Regions from separate parts of the Mus musculus genome. Here region 1 is linked to region 2. The links are chromatin contacts, called in public HiChIP or PLAC-seq maps. All regions are on one chromosome and are shown on one strand. Each heading gives the region's core, a stretch centred on a gene start, on an enhancer-like site or on the middle of the called end of the contact. The rest is flanking DNA. Distances are from core to core; before and after follow the strand shown. Region 1 overlaps N4bp1 (NEDD4 binding protein 1). Region 2 has its middle 23 kb from the start of Dnaja2.

Evidence for each region. HiChIP or PLAC-seq counts read pairs in DNA pulled down with a chosen protein or histone mark.
Region 1: a contact with region 2 is called in an H3K27ac HiChIP or PLAC-seq map of embryonic stem cells, with 5 times the contacts expected there. The contact joins two enhancer-like sites. A contact is called at or near these places in 1 of 115 datasets of contacts at active chromatin or transcription factors (embryonic stem cells) and 1 of 9 other capture datasets (embryonic stem cells).

Annotation. Positions count from the first base shown.
Region 1 is chr8:86,836,147-86,843,257 of GRCm38.p6, reverse strand. It overlaps N4bp1 (NEDD4 binding protein 1), which reads left to right. Exons shown (of 7, transcript NM_030563.2): 7 at 1-2,119. Among named protein-coding and RNA genes, the nearest start is that of Gm33877, 12 kb to the left of the region's middle. Within about 2 kb of position 3,252, at least 20 of the 459 cell types and tissues checked have an H3K27ac peak or open chromatin away from gene starts, as enhancers often do. A contact at or near this core is called in embryonic stem cells, where this site is marked.
Region 2 is chr8:85,529,357-85,536,312 of GRCm38.p6, reverse strand. No RefSeq gene overlaps it. Among named protein-coding and RNA genes, the nearest start is that of Dnaja2, 23 kb to the left of the region's middle. Within about 2 kb of position 3,317, at least 56 of the 459 cell types and tissues checked have an H3K27ac peak or open chromatin away from gene starts, as enhancers often do. A contact at or near this core is called in embryonic stem cells, where this site is marked.

The DNA.
Region 1 (7,111 bases), core at 2,003-4,502, 1.3 Mb before region 2:
CTCAGCTTGGGAGCACAGCAAAGGTGCCAAGGTGGAGCTGTCTCCAGGGCTTCCTGGTGTGGTCAATCCCAGCCCAGCACTGCTGGGAACCAGGAGAGCCGGGAGTACTCCATAGCTGCCTCAGCCTGATGCTGGCCTGAGGAGCACAGGCTCTCAAAGGCCCTTCGGCTAGCCTGATCTTTGAGTTGTGTGCCTCTGTGTTCTTAGTATTGTTTCTGAGAGATACCTGCCCATTTCCCCTTGCCCCATATAGGAGGGAGGAAAAAGCTGGAGGAAACCAAAAGGCATTAATTACTTTGTAGATTATAATGTGAAATATAATTCTAGATTCTTTGTGAAATCTGTCACATTTAGGTATAACATTTACAGCCCAGTTATCCAGCCACTGAAGAAAGCTCACAACTTGCTTCTTTGCCTCATCCAAAGCTCTGTTGCTGCTAGGTGCTTGTAGATGCTTGACCTCCATCCCTCCAGTGCCTCCTCAGTGAACTTGGGAGCGTCTTGGAATTCCTCCCTGTGTGGAGTGCCTCTGCCTCCTGTGTATCCTGGCATTTGGTTGAGGCGGCCAGTGCAGCTAAGGCTGATACCTTTGGTCATTGGACAAGGTGTCGTGTGTGTGTGTGTGTGTGTGTGTGTGTGTGTGTGTGTGTGTGTGTGTGTCCTGGTCCAGTGTGGTTGACAGGCTCAGCTGTATTTCTAGGACATGTTAGGCATGAAAGAGAGCTCCACCTCTCCTTGCCAGTCCCAAGTACCTAGCCCTCCCCCTGGGAGGGGCATCTACTGCAGGCCCTCTGCACCAGGCTCACCCAGGCCCTTGCCTGCTCCCCATACCTCTCCAGGGCTGTCCCTCCTCAGCATTCTGAGCCACCTCAGCTGGGTCCATCAGTTGCACTGTTCGCCCGAATCGTTACTTGGTTCCTCTGATCCCTTTAGTTAAAACACCCTTCGTTCTGTTGCTAATGCTTCTCTCTGGCTTCCCACTTTCCCCTCCCAGATTTGGAAACTTGGCTTCTGCCCACCACATGGGAGTAGCCTGGGAAATCACTGGTTGCCATTTCATCATTAATGGAGTAGCTACAGACAGCAAAGCCATTGGCCTCCCTTTCTCTGTTTTCCTTCTTGAAGCGCTCCATTCCTTTCTTCTTGAAGGCCTAGCCTTAATTCAGTTTCTCAGCAGGTGGCTCTCAAGGTGAACCACCCCTTGGGCTTACAGAGAAAAGGGCAACCCTTGCTACCCTTGCTAAAAGGCAGGCTGTCAATCTGTCACCGCCCTGAGGGATGGACTCAGTGCTTTAGAGGAAAGCTGGTGGCTTGTCACTGCCACACGCCTTGAGTGCAGGGCCCTGGTAGGTGGTCTGGAACTGGACTTCCTTAGGAGTCGCCACTCTCCTGACTACCCTCCACTCTGTGACACCAGTCCTCTCACTAACCCTGTGGGATCTTGGCTCCCAGAACCTCAGCCTGCATCCTGCCATCTCTCACCTAACTCTGAGGTCCCTTAAATCCTTCTTGGCCCTTGGCTTGCTACTGCCTACCACCTGTTCCCACAATCCTCCGTGACACCGTTCCCTCCCTCATTGGCTACCTTACAGCTCTTCCCTCTCCCTAATTCCAGGGGACTCCAAGTTCATCTAGAGGGCCATTTTGCATCATCCTCTTCCTCTGTGATCTTCGACCAGAGCATCACGTTCCTACCCTCTGAGCCATGTGTCCGCGGCTGCTGCCCCATGGCCGCACTTGACTGTCTGCTTTCTCTTGCCATGATCCTTACTCCAGCCACCCAGATCTAGGTTCCCCATAGGCCCTGTTCATGTTTCTTCCTCTCATAGACATGCCCTTCTTCCCTACAGCCTGCCTCCTCAAAGGCCCAGCCCTGAGTTCTCTTTGTGTTCAGAGCAGAAGCAGCTCTATGCTATTCTGTGGCCCCATGGCAATTTGGTGTCTTGCTTCTGGCTCTTACCACTCTGGCCGGTGTAGCTGCAGCCAACTGTGTACTGTGTTGCCTCCCTCTAGACTGTGAGCTCCTCGTGGGCAGGGACCATATGGTCACTCTGTATCTCTTGTGGCACCTAAAAGTGCCTTGCACTTGGTAGGTGCTCAATAAATGTCTGTTCAAGTGAGAGCTGGAGGGTGGTGCTTTCTTGACTGCGGCTTTGGCAAGAGGTCCCTGGAGGATCTATGGTGATCGTGTTCAGAGACGGGACCCACCTTTGTTCAATTTGGGGGTGGGTCCAATTGCCTGGCTCGATCTGTCCCCCTTTGGAGGTGGGGGTGGGAGGAATTCAGCACATACCATCCTGGACAGAGTTGCCTAGCCCTGGAATCCTGACCAGATGGAACCATCCCGAGCAGTCAGTTGGCCCAAGCCTCTCCTGACAGCCTTCCTTGGGATTTTCCCCATTGCTAGTTGGAGCCGAGGGGTGATCCATAGCAGCCTTTGGCACCGTTTTCTACCATGGGGAAGATGCATGGTCAAGAGACTCCTGGCCCTGAGGTTCTGAGCTCCCCTTGTCAAGGAAGCGCTTTCTCACATGTCACCAGGCCCAGGATTCTCTGTTGCTGAAGCAGTTTCATGTTGGAATTAATCCCTTGAGATCACGTGTGTGCTCCTAGTGAAGCGCCTCACTGTCCTTAGCAAAGCATGGCAGGCTCAGCTGATGTAAGACATCCAGCGTAATGTCCAGGGAGGGCCCGAAGATGTGTGCGAGCAGCACAACAGGAGTGCGCCAACATGCAGCTCTGTGTGTCCTGCTTGAGTGAGCCCCGCCCCCACCAACTTCCCTAGTGCCCCTCCCCTCCTCTATCTTAGGAGGCTTCCTCCACTGCCCTATGTGCTGTGGGAGGAGGCCTGGAGCACATTATGTCATTGGGTTGGGGGTTGGGTTGGGTTGGGTTGGGTGGGGTGGGGTTGGGTTGAGTTCCCAAACACACGATCCTCCCACCTCTGTGTCAGCCTCCTAAGTACAGGGATTACAGGTGAGTGCCGCCATGCCCAGCAGGTTTTGGTTGGTTGGTTGGTTGGTTGGTTTTTAGACCCTCTCGGTCTATAGTCCAGGCTAGCCTTGAACTTATGGTAGTCCTCCTGCCTCAGCCTCCCAAGTGCTGGGGTTACAGGTGAGGGCTACCATGCTTCGCCGGTCTTCTAAAAACAGTTCAGGTTTCTATTCTCTAGACACCTGGTGCTGCCAAGGCCGGGGGTGACTTCTTGGGAAAGCTAAGCCAGAGTCCTACAGCCAGTGCCAGAGACGTGGCCCAGGGGCTGGAATTGACACTCCTGCTTCCTGTTTGGTGGGTTTTGCTGCAAATCACAGAACTCTACACCGTAGCCAGCAGCTTCTAGGATTTTGCTTGCCATCTCTCTCCAGGTTTACAGCTAGCCCTGCTTATCCACACAGTCTGGATTCAGACCCAGCAAAGGGAATCAGGCCTGCACTGGTCGGCCACCTGTCTGACTCCTGGATCAGTCTCAAGTTGCAGTAACTAAACAGGCTGCACGAAGAAGGGTCCTCCTGAGTGGCCTACAGGGCTATAGCAGCAGGTCACTTTACCTGTTCTCTGAGTCCCTTCTACCCAAAACAAACCACAGAGACAGTGCTGGAGGGAAGGAACGAGGCAGTTAGAATGGCCCTGTTGTGAATATGTGGACCCTGGTCTGACACACCTAGTGCTGTGTGACCTTGAGAAAGTTCCTCAGCCTCTCAAGTCTCTGGAAGGAAGGCTTGATGACATGGATACTGCCCCCACAGATCCCAGCATGCCCTCAGAGCTGAACATTGCCCTACTGGAGTGTTGCTGCAAGCTATCGCAGCTGTGCATACCTGAAATCCTGGCACTTGGGCAGCTGGGACAAGGGAGCTGCCGCAAGTTTGAGGCCAGACTGGAATATAAAGTGAGATTCTGTCAGAAGAGGTGGGAAGGAGACAGCACTGCAGTCAGGACTGGGTGTCAAGCTTGAAGCTGGCTCTCAGCACCTGCTGTGGCTGGCTGCCATTGACTCATCCTGATCCCTGTCCCCACCACTGTGTCCTCACATTCTGGAAGAAATGACTAGTCACATCTAGGGCAATTTCTGAAGAAAGAAACAAGGGAAGGGTACAGTTGGGTCTGTTCACTAAACTCATTCATTACCTTACCTAGCCATCGACCACAGTGTGTATTGATCCTGCTGGCTCTGGATGTCCACAACCACCAGCAATCTGATAAGCAGGGCGGTTTGAATAGGTTTGGCCTTCGTAGACTCATGTATTTGAATGCTTGGTCCATAGGGAGTGGCACTATTAGGAGGTGTGATTTTCTGCGGAAAGTATGTCACCGTAGGTGTGGGCTTTGAGGTCTGTGCTCAGGCTCCACCCCATGTAGAATCTAGTCTCCTGGCTGCCTTCAAACCAAGATGTAGAACTCTCAGCTCCTCCTCCAGCACCATGTCTGCCTGCATGCCACCATGCTTCCTGCAATGATGATAGTGAACCAAACCTCTGAAACTGTAAGCCAGCCCCAATTCAATGTTGTCCTTTATAAGAGTTGCCATGGTCATGGTGTCTCCTCACAGCAATGGAACCCTAACTAAGACAAAGGTGCTGGAGAAGGAGTTGAGAGTTCTTTATCTTGATCAGAAAGCATCCAGAAGGTTCAAAGAGCTCAGAAGCTCCAAAGCTGGAAAGATAGGGGAAAAGACCTGGCTATGGCCTGCTTTTCTTCTTCAGGTAGAGGCCTATGGAAAGTCAGTGATCTCCAAGCTCTGCTCTTTGGCAAGCCCTTGCTGGTCCTCTGTTCTGCACCTCAGAGACACCTGATGAAGAACTAAGAGCATGACCTCAGTTTCCAGCCAAGCCACTCCACTGCAGTAGCTGTTGAGGGGTAGTACTGGTGTAGCTTCTCCAACGTTCACTGCTGAGTTCCAGGGATGTATTCTCAGTGGCTTGGCCTGTCAATAATATGTGGTGGCCCAAGGGTGCCTTGGACCAGATAACAGGGATATCAGGGGAGATGGGTTATCGCCCCTGCAGGGTTTCATGTGTGCATTGCATGGTTAGTCAGGATGAAGCCATTCCTCTATGGTAGGAAGAATGTGTGCTTCCTGTTTGTGAGAGGTCTGAAGTGAAGCTAGGGGTAGAGCAGCTACCTGTTGGATAGCATGCAGAAGAACTTGGGACCCATGCCCAACTAACAATCTATCATCTATCTGTCTACATACATACATACATACATACATATCTCACACACACAGAGCAAATGAATGGGGGGGGGCAAAGATTGACTACTGATCATGGCATAAGATGTAGCCTCTCTTAAAGAGTCCCCTAATCACTCTATATACTTGGTCAGCCTGCTGAAAAGAAAGAAAAAGAAAGGAAAGAAAGAAAGAAAGAAAGAAAGAAAGAAAGAAAGAAAGAAAGAAAGAAAGAAAGAGGAAGGAAGGAAGGGAGAGAGAGAGAGAGAGAGAGAGAGAGAGAGAGAGAGAGAGAGAGAGAAAGAAAAAGAAAGAAAGAAAGAAAAGAGAGAAAAGGAAGGAAGGAAGAAAGAGAGGGGAAGAAAGAAGAGAAGAAAAGAAAGAGGGAAGAAAGAGAGGGAGGGAGAGAGAAAGGGAGAAAGGAAAGGAAGGAAAAAAAGAAAGAAAGGGAAGACGAGGAAAGAAGGAAAGGGAAGAAGAGGAAAGAAGGAAAGACAAGACAAAAACCACTGTCATTTTACCTCTCAAAGCTCAAATATCACAGTTTAGCAAATTTCTCTTTGCTAAACTGTGGTCACATAACTGACATACAGGAAAGAAAACAGATCATAATCACATGGCTTGCCAAATTATCAAAAAGCAACATTCTACATCAGTGACACCCAGAGGAAAAGACTGTGTCAGTGCCAGAGTCCCCTTCACCTCTCAGTCCTCACTTCTACCATGATACCCACAGCCTGGACTTTTTTTTTTTTTTTTTTTTTTTTTTGGTTTTTCAAGACAGGGTTTCTCTGTATAGTCCTAGACCAGGCTGGCCTCGAACTCAGAAATCTGCCTACCTCTGCCTCCCAAGTGCTGGGATTAAAGGTGTGCACCACCACGCCCTGCTTCAGCCTGGACTTCTAACAGCCTTTAAAAAAAGTCTTTTCTGGAAGCTGGAGAGATGGCTCAGTGGTTAAGAGCACTGACTGCTCTTCCAGAGGTCCTGAGTTCAATTCCCAGCAACCACATAGTAGCTCACAACCATCTGTAATGCAGATATGATGCCCTCTTCTGGTGTGTCTGAAGACAGTGACAATGTAATCACATACATGAAATAAATAGTCTTTAAAAAGTCTTTTCTGGAGCTGGGTGGTAGTGGTGCAAGCCTTTGATCCCAGCACTCGGGAGACAGAGGCAGGCAGATCTCAGTGAGTTTGAGGTCAGTCTGGTTTACAGAGTGAGGTCTAGGACAAACAATGGCTACATAGAGAAACCCAGTCTTGAAAAAATTCAAAAATAAAGACAATGGTCTTTTCTAGCTCCTTCTGCACATGGCTGACCAGGACCCTAAAATGGGAATCAGGCAGAGTACAATCAAGGCAGACCACAAGTCCCCTGTGTGGAACTCTGTGGCCACGTAGGACTTTCCTTCCCAGGGACTGGACTTCTCACCTGGGCAGCCCCGAGAGGGAACTCCTAAGAGCCCATCTACTGAAAAGCAACACTACAGCTTCCCAAGAAAACATATATTGTATGAGAGGTTAGAGTCTTGTGCCATCAGGTAGACCAGAGAGAATGAAGAAAAAGAAGGCTGTATTGTGGCTATGATGCACACCCCACCCCACCCCACCCACACATACATACAGCGCTTAATATTTTTAACTTGGAATTTTAAGGATTTGTGTTCAGCAAGTCTACACTCCAGGTCCCTTCACAGTGCCCTCTCCGAGCCCCAGCCAGCAAGCTTGCTCTTCCTCTGTCCTCCCAGGCTCTGTAATTGCCACCATCTGTCCAGAGCAGAAATTCCGGAGCCCAGAGGTGCCTGAGGTTCACTGAAGAATGACTAGGTGACCAATAGTAGCAATGGCTGCCTGTCATCCACAAGACATCTCCTCTTTGGTCAAGGACACCCAATACTGGCCCCAGCTCAGCTCTGGCTTCCTATGGGCTCATTCTTCC
Region 2 (6,956 bases), core at 2,068-4,567:
GCTCCTACTCTCCTCGGATTGTTCTATATGTTTATACTATAGTTAGGTCCATAGGTTGCTCCAGTTCTGGAGGGTAGGCCTTGTGCATAGCTGCTCCTTAGATCTCCACTCTCCCCTCCCCTGTGAACTGGGCAGCTCATGACTCAGTAGACATTTGTTCAACCAACCAACCAAAAATACACCAAAGAAAATCTAATAATGCAGTATAGTATCAGTTAGTTAGTTAGGTTCTTGATGAGAAATGTGAACCAACTTATGAAGGTATGTACCTTTCTTTTTTTTTTTTTTTTTTTTTTTGGTGGGGGGGTTGGTTGTTTTTCGAGACAGGGTTTCTCTTTATAGCCCTGGCTGTCCTGGAACTCACTTTGTAGACCACGCTGGTCTCAAACTCAGAAATCTGCCTGCCTCTGCCTCCCAATTGCTGGGATTAAAGGTGTGCGCCACCACTGCCCAGTGGTATGTACCTTTCTTACAGCTAAAATGGAACACAGGTAGCCCCAGAATTGAGGAATAGATTGGTAAAATCTTGACCCTGGCTTTCTGATTAACCTTCCACTGCTGTACCTTTGTGTTTATCTATGTGAAAGAACTCCCCTTCCTCTTTTGGTGTCTACAGTCCCTTTATGAAGCAGGAATCAGTGTATCGAGGGGTCTGTGAAGGTGCTGAATCCGGGTGCATTCTATAAAGAGGATTTGGTTAGAGGAATGAAGTCTATGCTTCGGTAGCAAGCCACTTCTCATCTGCCTCAGAAAATCTCTCTTGGTTCTGTGGTGGCCTCAGGATGATACTGTAACCCATCTGACAGAAATGACAGCTTTTGCCTCGATCTGAGGAAACAATAGATCCCCAAAGAAACGGGAATTTCCTTAGAAATTTGATGCTGAGGGAAGGAAAGGGTGCCAGGTGGAGTGTGTTTCCTGGAAAGAGATTTCACACAGTTCTACAGCCTGTCAGTCCCTTGACAGGATAAGACTGAAGCCCAGACAATGGGCCAGTTGTGGGCACAACCATACCTTGACTGGAACTGCTTAGATGTGTGTATCCTTGGCCCCCTTTTATTTTTTTTTAAAGATTTATTTATTATTATAAATAAGCACACTGGAGCTGTCTTCAGGCTTACTAGAAAAGGGTGTCAGATCTCATTAAAGGTGGTTGTCAGCCACCATGTGGTTGCTGGGATTTGAACTCAGGACCTTCGGAAGAGCAATCGGTGCTCTTACCCGCTGAACCATCTCTCCAGCCCTCCTTGGCCCTTTTTTGTTTGTTTGTTTTTCGAAACAAGGTTTCTCTGTGTAGCCCTGGCTGTCCTGGAACTCACTCTGTAGACCAGGCTGGCCTCGAACTCAGAAATCTTCCTGCCTCTGCCTCCTCTAAGTGCTGGGATTGAAGGTGTGCGCCACCACGCCCGGCCCTTGGCCCTTTTTTAAACTTTTAATTTTACTTACGGACCCTGAAGATGGACTTCAGGAGCTTGCTGAATCTCTTCATCCCATTCCCAATGTGACTACATTGGATACTTTTCTGCTTTCCACTTGGGCTCTCTCTATTGGCATATTGAGGATAAGTAGCCAGACTTAACTTGGGGCACAAGTAACCACCAAATTCCATAGTGTAGCTTCACACTAAAGGGATTTTTTTCACAACTCAGCAGCTTCCTTTCTTGGCACATCCTTAGGTAGGATAATATTTTGCAAGACTTAACCATAGCCACCACCACTGTCATCACCAACTGGTTTGGTGACAGTAGCACAAACAAGTTTCTCTTCAACTTGGAAGCTGGCTGAGTCTGTCCAGTCTGTGCAAGGGCTGCCTATCTGCTCATTCCACCTAACCAAGCAGTGGCCTTGCCCATTGTGATGGTGAGTCCAGTTGTCCACATGATAGGATCTTAAATAACTTAAGAAACATGTCTCATGGCCAGCATGTGTGTGGGGGCAGTTCTGGAAGGAATTAAAGGAAGAAGCTGTTTCTCCAGACAGGCAGCACCCTCCAGCAGTTGGCCTAGATTTAAAGAGGGCCAGAAAACCAGTGTTGCTTGTCTGCCTGCCTTTGCTTCTTGCTAAGTGGGTGTATTAATCCCATTGCTGCCCGACTGCCACTACCCTTAAGTGACATTGGAATCCAGCTTCAGACTGAGCTTAGGATCTGCAGGTCTTCAGTGCCAGATTGGGACTGCTGAAGTGTCCAGCACTCTGGTCTGAGGGGCTACTGTGCTCTTGGCTTTCCTCAGCATGCAGTTGGCCACTGTTGGCCTATTCAGCTCCTATTATGCAAGCCAGTCTAATACAATTTGCTCACATATCAGTTCCTCTCCTGGATGGACACTCAATGCACACACTGCTCTTGTGCTTCCCAGCTCAGCTGTATAGTTAGTTCTAACCGCACCATGCGTACGAGGTGTGGCTCCACATTTCCAGTCCCCAGTGTATAGCTTACTGGCTTTTTCACTTGCCATCTTTCTAGCTCTTCCTTACGTTTGTAAATTATTGTTTGATGTGTATGGGTGTTTATTCTGAATATCTGCCTGTGTTCTCTGACCATGCCTGGTGACTGTGTAGAAGCCAAAAGAGAGTGTTGGTTCCCCTGAAACTGGTCATGGAACTCAGTGGCAGAGCATTTGCCTTGTATGAGTAAGTCACTGGATTTGACCTGTAGTACCAAACACCCACAAATTCCTAGTGTACACAACACTGGCAATCCAAATGTTGACAGAAGTGCTTCGTGCTATTTGATTTAAATCTTAGATGTGGAGGATCTGAAATAATGACCTGAAAACAAATTCAGAAAGAACAGTCTAGCCCTGTAATGCAGGACTGGGAGGCAAACCGAAGCTTCTCTTTTCTATGGCCTTGAACTTTCCAAGATCATCCTGCCTTTGCTTTTGAATGCTGGGATTATAAGTTTTAGGCAAGACGTGAGTTACAATGCTTGGCCTTTTTTTTCCCCAGATGAGTTTTTGCTGTATTGCCCAAGCTGATCTCGGATGGCTCCTTGCCGGCAGGTTCAGGCTAGAGGAGAGAGGTCCAGATCCCTCCAGGGTCTCACCTGGGCTAAGTGGGATGGTGAGTGCCAATGGCCCAAAAGAAACACACCCAGGCCGGAGTCTGTCAAAGAAGGAACTCAACTTTATGGCATCAGCCTCTCGCTGATGTAAGTTCAGAACATAGGGAAGGGGATTTTTGGTCGGGTAAGATGATGTAGGAGGTGGGGAGGGGTGATGAAGGTTATGGAATGAATGACAGGTTATAGAATGACTGACAGGACCAATGGCAAAGCTCTACATCAGCAATGGCGGGGCAGAGGCAGGGCTAAACAGGTCTTGCTGAGTCACCCTGATACAGTAGTGACTGAGACAGGTCTCAAAACTGAGCCAGGCTGGGGTTTGTCCTCAAGGCCCAAACCAGGGCCAAAATGGGGCCAAACAGATCTCCAATGCCTAGAATCAAGTGATTCTCCCACTTCATCCTGGGATTAATCTCTTGTGCCATCATGCCTGGCTCTCAGATATGTTAAAAACGAATACAATCCTGTAGTGCTGGACACCAGCAAGTTTTTTATAACCTTTTTTTTTCTTTCTAAACCATCAAGGCTCTTAAGATGATATTATTTGGCTTCTCAAACAAGTAATGATTTGCACTTAAGTATAATTTTTAAATATAGAAAGCTGTGCTATAACTCACAATAGAACCAAACCCATAAAATGGGAATCTGTATTTAATGGCATCTACTTAGGATAAACGAGGACACTGGATGCAGAATTTATAACTTGGACAAAGATTGAAGTAAGTCATGGAAGGTCCAGAAACCAATGGCCAATTCCAGATCACTGATATTCAAAAACATTTCGGCTCTTTTACTGTCTCACAGGTGGAGTGGATTGTGTAATGACCAAACATAAAGGCAGTGCTTTGTTGGTCTTACACTTCAACCTGGAGACCTAAAAATCTCCAGCTGTGAAAGCAAGATAAACAGATACTAAGATATCAGCCCACATCACACACCTGAAGCTGATGTCAGCCCATTATTTGCTAGTCAATTTGTACAAGAAATTATGAGCATGGTACAGGGGTACAGGATGCATTCAGTCAAGCACAGTGCTGTGTAGATAGCTGAGAAAATATAGGTACTTATTAGTGAGATAGCCACGTAAAAGCCCAGTACCGACCTTATGTGCCAAACCTGATACCACCAGGAGCTGGGTTCCTCTGTGCACCACTAGCTGTAGCTGGAATCTTTAAATTGTGGCCTTTTCAAGGGCATCTAAAGATTAATTCTACAGAATACATCAGGAAAACTGAGCTATTCCTTCTGAAGGTAGAACTTGCCCTGGTCCCAAATATTTTGATTCCCGACATCTCCAAACAACTCTTTAAGAAGAGCATGGTAGGACAAAATACTCCCATTCTTTTATCACCCATTGGTCCAGAAAGATATATCTTATAGCTGGAACTTCAAAGTCTAGGTCCCCGGGTATGTGGTTTGAATGAGATCTCTTCCCATGAGCCTTGGGCAGCTGAATACTTGGCCACCAAGTTGGTAGCTAGTTATGGAAGATGAGTTGTGGCTTTGCTGGAGGAAGTATATCACTGGAGGTAGACTTCTTTCAAAGGACTCTTCCCCTTTTAAGTTAGCCATCTCTGCTTCCTGTTTGTGGTTAGAGATGTGTACCCAGCTACTGCTCCAGCCAGTATGCCTGCTTCTCATTCCTCTGGAACCATAAACATTATATAACCCTCCCTTCTGCAAGCTGGCTTGGTTTCTCACGGTGACAGAAGAGTAAAGACAGCTACTTCAGTCACAACCTGGATCATCAGCCCTCGAGTGATGATGTCTAAACCAGTTCACTGTGAAAGCCCTAGTACAGAAACAAGCTTCTTCCCATAGAAGAAAGGAGATCCAACTAACGTTCAGATTCTCGTCAAGGCTTTAGGGACAGAGAAGCAAACTCTACTGGCCACACTCCTGTCATTTCTTCAGAGACCTACATCTGTCTCAAATACATTCACAGCTTCCTTATCTTTTCTTATATTTATTTATTTATTTTGGTTTTTTTGAGGCAGGGTTTCTCTGTGTAGCCCTGGCTGTCCTGGAACTCACTCTGTAGACTAGGCTGGCCTCTTCCTTCCAAGGATGTGGCTAAAGGGATGAGGTCCCACTTCATGGCTATTGAGATAGAGTGTTGCTACATAGCATTCACTGGCTGGAACTTGCTATGTAGACCAGGCTGGCTTCAAATTCAGAGATTTGCCGGCCTCTGTCTCCTGAGTGCTGAGATTAAGGGTGTGCACCACCACATGGCCCTGCACTTACTTGCTCCATGGTGTGCATGTGGAACTCAGAAGATAACCTGTAGCAGTCAGTACAGTCTCTTTCTACCATATAGGTTCCAGGAACCAAACCAACATCTTCAGGCTTCATGGTAAGTCATCTGGACAGCTGCCAATGTTACATATTTTTATCTGACCAAGACATTCTACAGCATGAGTCTATCATGTTCCAGTGATTAATGCTTTGTTAGTATTAATCCATACACACTCTAAGATATCTTATAAACCCAGTGACTAAAAACATACCATACATAACAGTGTGGAACCCATCTGAAGACATTATATTGAATCATTGGAAATCCAAGGGTCTGGAGCTGGGTATGGTACACACCCTGTAATGTACCAGGGAAGAAGAGGCAGAAGAGTCGGGACTACAAGTCCATGCGCCTCATACTCAGTGCTGTGGTCAATCCTGAACGACAATTAGTAGGACTTAGAAGCACCATGACAGCAAGTATTTGGTCATATACGTGTTTAATCTTTGTTAGGTTATTTGCGAGAGGAAGACACACCCTTAATGTGGGACATAACATTCTGTGGTCTGAGGTCCCATAATGAATAAAAAGGAGAAAGTGGGCTCAATACAAGCACTCATCAGGGTGGACAGTTCCCTCAAGGCCTTGCTGCCACGACTCCCTGCTACCTTGGACTGTGTGCCCTCAAACTGTGAGCCCAAATAAACTCTTTCTTCCTTTCTCAAGGTGTTTTATCATGGCAAACAGGAAAAAAGAATACTAAAAAAAAAAAAAAAAAAAAAGACTGTCATGAAGTGGGGCTGTTGCCATGATAAACCCAACCATATAGTTCTTACCTGTTTGGAACTGGTTTGTTGGAGGAACATGGAAGAGTTTTGAAACTTTGGGCTAGAAAAGCCTTTGAGTACTACAGGCATAGTTTAGTGGGTCATGCCCGTGGGAACCTGGAGAATAATTCTGAGAGCAATGGGGACAGCAGAGGCCTGGTTCACAAGGTTCCCAGTGAAGAGCCAGTGGGACCATTCATGGGATATTCTGGGAAATAGTCCGCCTGTGTCATAAGAGCCTGAATCTGGTTGAATTTAAAGGCTTGTTGTCTCACTCCAGGCCTCTGCTGACAAAGCATGCCATGGTGGGGAGCACAAGTCACTGAAGAGAGGAGGACTGGCGAGCAGGCAGGAGTTCAAAGCCAACCAGGACTACACAGTGAGACCATCTCAACATTACCCCCTCCCCTCCCATCTAGAATAATATCTGTAGTTTCTGATCTGTATTTAACACACTCAACTGTACAATAAAATATAATTTACTCCCTAGAGAGTTGGTGTGTGTTCCTATGTGGGCTCCTGTGAGGGAAGCTACAAAACATTTCTCTGTCCACTTAGCTACCAACTAGCTGTGACTCCCACAAGCAGCTCACTACACAACTCCAGCACCAGGGGATGCAATGCCTCTGGCCTCTGTGAGCTCCTGTACTCGTGTGCACACACATACACTTCTTTTTGTTTGTTTTGGTTTTTGTTTGTTTGTTTTTGTTTTTTCGAGACAGGGTTTCTCTGTGTAGCTCTGGCTGTCTTGGAACTCACTCTGTAAACCAGGCTGGCCTCAAACTCAGAAATCCACCTGCCTCTGCCTCCCGAGTACTGGGATTAA